Regions from separate parts of the Mus musculus genome. Here region 2 is linked to region 1. The links are chromatin contacts, called in public HiChIP or PLAC-seq maps. All regions are on one chromosome and are shown on one strand. The core of a region is the stretch at or near the end of the contact, and the rest is flanking DNA. Distances in the headings are between cores, read along the strand shown.

What was found. HiChIP or PLAC-seq counts read pairs in DNA pulled down with a chosen protein or histone mark.
Region 2: an H3K27ac HiChIP or PLAC-seq map of embryonic stem cells shows a contact between it and region 1, with 48 read pairs. The contact joins two enhancer-like sites. A contact is called at or near these places in 4 of 39 promoter capture datasets (cranial neural crest, embryonic stem cells and liver), 10 of 484 Hi-C or Micro-C datasets (embryonic stem cells, liver and nephron progenitors) and 15 of 115 datasets of contacts at active chromatin or transcription factors (craniofacial prominence, double positive thymocytes, embryonic basal ganglia and 6 more).

Annotation. Positions count from the first base shown.
Region 1 is chr12:12,787,311-12,790,053 of GRCm38.p6, reverse strand. No RefSeq gene overlaps it. Among named protein-coding and RNA genes, the nearest start is that of Gm35104, 23 kb to the right of the region's middle. Within about 2 kb of position 1,278, at least 66 of the 459 cell types and tissues checked have an H3K27ac peak or open chromatin away from gene starts, as enhancers often do. A contact at or near this core is called in embryonic stem cells, where this site is marked.
Region 2 is chr12:12,903,243-12,906,173 of GRCm38.p6, reverse strand. No RefSeq gene overlaps it. Among named protein-coding and RNA genes, the nearest start is that of Gm40271, 4.7 kb to the left of the region's middle. Within about 2 kb of position 1,388, at least 141 of the 459 cell types and tissues checked have an H3K27ac peak or open chromatin away from gene starts, as enhancers often do. A contact at or near this core is called in embryonic stem cells, where this site is marked.

The sequences.
Region 1 (2,743 bases), core at 29-2,528:
GAGGGATGCCTTGCCATGGGCCCACTGAGACATCCCCTTGCCCCATACCTCACCACACATCCATAGAACAATTTTTTTCTTTATCTTTTTATAAACACATCAGTTACATATTAATTATGTGTTGGGCTGTGAGATGTACCAGGTTCTTGTGGAAGTTTTTACCCTGGCATACATAAGGCAGTCATTCCTGCTATGCCTTCTGCCTTCCTCTTCTCTGGCTACTTCAGGGTTCCAAGAAGCTGCCCTTTTCTGGATGGTCTGGGTGAGGAGTTGGTGACCTTCACACTACTGAGCTTCTTGAGAGAAAACTGTGTGTAGGACACCTCAGGTTTGGGCACAAGCCTTTATAGTGTTGTCAACAAGAAGGTAGCTACCAGGGGCTGGAGAGATGGCTCAGCTGTTAAGAGCACCAAGTGCTCTTCCAGAGGTCCTGAGTTCAAATCCCAGCAACCACATGATGGCTCACAACCATCTGTAATGGGATCCGATGTCCTCTTCTGGTGTGTCTGAAGACAGCTACAGTGTACTCATCATATATATAAAATAAATAAATAAATAAAAATCTTTTAAAAAAAAAGAAGGTAGATACCAGTAGTTAGTATAGCAAAAGTTATATTTTATTACGCTGAGGGTCATCACACAATGTTCACACTAAATTCCTAACTACAGTCCTAAGCTTACCTCTCCACGCCTGCTCACCTGTGTGACAGATCTTGGCTGAAGGTCAGGTTCTGTCTCTAATAGTAGTCTCTGATTCGATTCGAGGACCACAATCCTGGAGAGATTGACTAGCCTCAGGGCAGGTCAAGCTGGCACCTCTCCAGAGGTACAGAGCAGAGCATTGCTCTTGGTCTCTGTTTACATATTTCCTGTCCAGTGGGTGTCGTGGGTTCTAGGACTGTGTCTGAGTGAGTGATGTCGCTGAGTTATGGGAATCAGGTGCAGCCTTAGGAGTAGTGGGGACCCAGACTATTTCTACATGTCTAAAAGACATTTTTTTTACTCTGCTCATTACAGAGAGGGAGTGGAAAGCCTGTAGCTTGAATCTTATGAATGCAACTGGCAGGAGTTGGACATGACACCACAGACTTACTGAGGGCACTTTGCTCTGTGTCAGGCTAGCTTTCTTACATCCTCATGTTTGTAAAGTTAGGCCTCTACCACTGCCAGAGAATATCCACCGGGTCTCAGCCTCGTAAACCCTCAGTACCTAGCACACCTCCAGCATACCACGGCGCTCTGCACTGTTTCGGCAACAGATGGTTGACTGGGCGGGGTCCTGACCTTGCTCTGTCGCTGCTGGGCTGCTGTGACCTTGGGTTGGCTCTGCCTTCCAGCGGGCCGAGTGCCATTAAACCTGCATCTTCTCTCACCTCATTATCACCTAGGCCTGGGGGAGCTTCACCTCGCTGCTAAGAACACCCGGCAGTGCAGAGGACTTCCCTGCCCTTCAGAGGAGGTGAGGCCCCGGCAGGTCTGATCTGGAAACACCCAGCACCTAGGAGGATTGTCAGCACTGTAGGGTTGAAAAAGGCCATCTCTCCATCAGCTCATTTAATAGCCCTTGAAGGGCAGGGTGGATGAGCCCCAGTCCAGGGGGCCTCCATTTTCAGCCCCAACCTCCAGCCTATGCCTTTATCTCCTTGCAAAGATAACACCCTGCTGGCAGGAGCCATAAAGCAGGGAGAGGCTGACAGTTTAGGGTCCTGGGGCGTCAGAGCTTTGAACTCTGCCTTCTGAAGGGATAGGGCTTGCTTTATGGCGAGGCGGCTTGGGGTGGGGGTGGGGGTGGGTGGATGGTGGGAGCAAAGCCATTAGGGCGAAATAAGTTCCCAGGGACCGGGCTCTCGGCACCCTGACTACAAGCATGAAACAACAGAGCCCAGAGAGGTGGGACCAGCAGAGGAAATGGTGTTCCATCCTGGCTTTATTGACTTGTAAACGACAGCATTAAGGATGAAGTCCTCACCTTGGCTGGAAACAGCTGCGCTGCTGCCGCCCCGAAATCTGTGGCTAGCTGGGAGGCGGCCGCCTTGCCGCAGCGGGAGCTAGGTCAGGGGCTGCCCAGTTCTCTTTCCTTTGCCAAGCTGCGGAAAGGGGCCTGTGATCCCTCAGGGAAAAAGGTTTACGAGTGGAAATGTCATTGGCTAAAGCTTTTCTGAAAAGAGAACATTTTCCCCGGAAGTTCTAATAATCACCATTTGCAAAATCAATAGAGGCTTAGAAGCCGCGTCCTGTGGAGGGAGGGGAGGTGGAGCCGGAGGATAGAGCAGAGAGGCTAGAAGTCAGCTTGGCTTCTTAACTACCGTGTGTGTGTAGGATCATACACTGAGTCACCCTGGGCAGATATTCTTGCCTTAAAAACACGCATAGTAGCTGAGTGGTGGTGTCTCATGCCTTTAATCCAGCACTTTGGAAGCAGAGGCCAGCCTGTTCTACAAAGTGAGTTCCAGGACAGCCAGGACAGTTACACAGAGAAACCCTGTCTTGAAAAACAAAACAACAAAACAAAACAAAACAAAACAAACAAACAAAGCAGATGTGGTAATACTCTTCAAAGGACGGCCAAATGGCCCAGGTAAGCTTGGGGGTTGGGAGCCCCTGACTCTGGGAAATGCAGGTGTTTTCTCTCTTCCATTAACAGCACAATGGAATTAACCCCAAAGGACGCAGAAACACAGAATCTTGGCCCCTCTCGTGTTTTCTTCTGTAGAATAGGGACCACTGTGAAACCAAAGACTAG
Region 2 (2,931 bases), core at 139-2,638, 120 kb before region 1:
AACTGGAAGTCGGTGTAGACAGTAGCGCCAGGTCAACTGGTAAGTCTTCCTATTTTCCACTAAAGGAATCCAGCAGGCCTCCAGGATAGCTATCTTCACACAGCATTCACCTGCCCAGAAGGAAGAAGAGAAATAGGTGAAGCCAGGAAAAAATAAGTAGCCTGTTGGAAGCTTAAGATAATGCTGAAATACAGCGTCTGTCAGCCCCTGGACAGAGATGCTGAGAAGAGCAGACTGAGTTTCCAGATACCAGGCTGGAAGGGATAGTTAGGGAGATGTCTGTCTATACCTATATCGGCTGGCCTCCCCTCCCCTTTCCTCTTCCTTCTCCTCTCCTCTCCTCTTCCTTCCCCTCCCTTTTTCCTGCCTCCTCCCTTCTTTCCAACCCCCTCCCCCTTTCTTTTCTTTCTTTGCCTTCTTTTGTGCTTTTTGAGACAAGGTCTCACTTTGTAACCAACACCTGGCTTGAACTCATGGTAATCCTGTCTGTTTCCTCAGTGTTCATAAACTTCTGTATGCTCCTCTGAGTGGCAGGAGCAGGTAATATCTGGGGATCTAGGAGCTGCTGGGGCTAAGAGTTCACCAGTTCACAGAAGGGGAACTTGCCCAGAAGGTGCCCCTGTGCACTACAAGCTGATGCCCACCCACCTTCCCTGCCCGGATGCCACTGGTTACTTTTTCTTAAAGGACTTGGACGGGGGCCTTTCTCCGACTCCTCTCCAGCCCGTGGCTGAGCCAGCCAGCCTCCTCTCTGCATTGTCTTGGAGAGAGGAATCACCTGGGATTTAGGCTCATTTTTAACAATGTATCCTCATTTCCTGGGGACTAACAGCTTTGTGAGGGTCTCTCAGCAACCCGCGTCAAGGGGGAAGGGGATGGGACTCAAGATGCCTTTTGCTAATTAGAACCCCTTCAGCTCTCCTGTTACACAAGAATCCAGGGCACCACATGACCCTCTGCAAAGCTGCCTTTTTTTTTTTTAAGGTATTTTTAGCCAGAATCAAAGGGTGAGATTTTTTTTTTTTTTTCTGCTCAACTTTGCAACTGTAAGGCTGTGAACCTCATCTCACATTCTCCTTCCTTTTCTATAGATTCTACTGTCCTTACCCGGTTTCTCTATTTCTTTCTCCTTCCTGGAACTCTGCATGCGTGTGTGCGCATATGTGCACGTACGTCCATGCATGCAGGCGCACATGAGGGTGAGTGCATGAGCTCCTGTGTGTAGGTGTGAGGGCCTGGCGGGAGTGTGGCCGCGGTGCCAGGCAGCCATGCTGCATCTCTGGCTGCTCATTGTTCAGTTCCGTCTCCATGGTGACAGGAGCAGCTGCTCCATTCTGGGCCTTGGCTTGGCTGTGCAGGGCGGCCTGCCCGCCCGTCTGCCCGCCGGTCCACCCTCCCGTCCTCCTGCCCAGCCGTGGGAGCTGCCAGCTCTACGCCCTCCCGCTGCCCACAGGCCTTGCCAGGCTGGGCGCAAGAAAGCGTGTTTACTAACACCATCCACATGGCTCCTGGGGCACCGTGGCTCTGCCCAGAAGATGTCAGGCCCAGGGCACCGGGAGGTGGGCCTGGAGCCAGGCTGTCTGTAGCTGAGGGAAACCAGGCTGGCCAGCGGCTGCTGCTGCCGCCGCCGCCGCCTAGGTCTGCCAGCGCTCCCAGCCTCCAGGCAGGGTTGCAGGCACTTGTTCAGGGGCCCCAGAGAAGCCCTCTCCGAAGTCTCTTTCCCCCTTCCTGCCATGCTGTTTAATACTCTTCTCAATGTGCCCTAGTCCTAGTGTATTCCACCTGGTCATTTTACCCCTGGCAGTCTCCTCTGGTCCCCATAGTGGAATTATCCAATCTAACACCTTCACAGGCTTAAATTAGGAGCTGCCAAGTGGGAGGGACCTGAAGGATGTAGTCCTTTGAAATAACAGGCAGAGGGAGGGCAGGGTTGTGTCTACACCCCATCTGCCCTCAGAGGCCTGGGTGGGCTCTCCTGTGTGGCCCTTTTGAGCTCTGCATTCTTTCCCTCTGCTTCTCTTTCTCCTCCTTCCTTCCTTCTTCTCAGCCTCTCCTTCTCTCCCCATCAGTTTTTGTTTTTTTTTTTTTTCCGTGAAGGCCTCTGTTCTCTGTGTCTGTATGTCCATATGTACGTCTGTGATTGTGTGTGTCTCCGTTTGTGGTTTGGTGTTCTGGTGGGTGTCAGTCTCCCATCTGTGTAAATGTCACTAGTTCTGTGTGTCTCCCTCCATCTGTGTGTGTCCATGTTCCTGTGTGTATCTTTGTATGTGTGTATGTGTCAGTGTGCTTGTGTGTGTGTGTTTCTCCCTGTGTGTATATCTACTTATGTCTCCATCTGTGTCTATGCATATAAGAGAGAAAGATGGACCCCCTTTAGGAGGCTAACGACAGTCCTTCTTGGGAATGTCCCCACAGCCTCTTACTGAGGTCTAGTTCCCAGATCCTGGTATCAGAGTCTTGGAACCATAGGCTAACTTCCGTCATCCCTCCTGATGATTCTGCCAGCCTGGGACCCTTGGGGACTTCTGGGACCTGTTTGTCCCAGCAGTAGATCTGTAGCTTCCTGAGAGCCTATGACCCTCTACTGTGTGTGCACAGTGAAGCTTCATAGTACCTGACCTTGTGAAATGTTTTTCCTTAGAAATTTCAGTTGGCGCCAGGCAGTGGTGGCGCACGCCTTTTAATCCCAGCATTTGGGAGGCAGAGGCAGGCGGATTTCTGTGTTCGAGGTCAGCCTGGTCTACAGCGTGAGATCCAGGACAGCCAGGGCTACACAGAGAAACCATGAACCCTGTCTCGGAAAAAAAAAAAAAAAAAAAAAAAAAAAGAAAGAAATTTGGGTTGGTTATAAACCTGAGAGCAAGCAACAATTAGGTCACATTGATATATCTTGAAAGCACTGGTGGTACTCACTGAGTGTCCCACCATGCC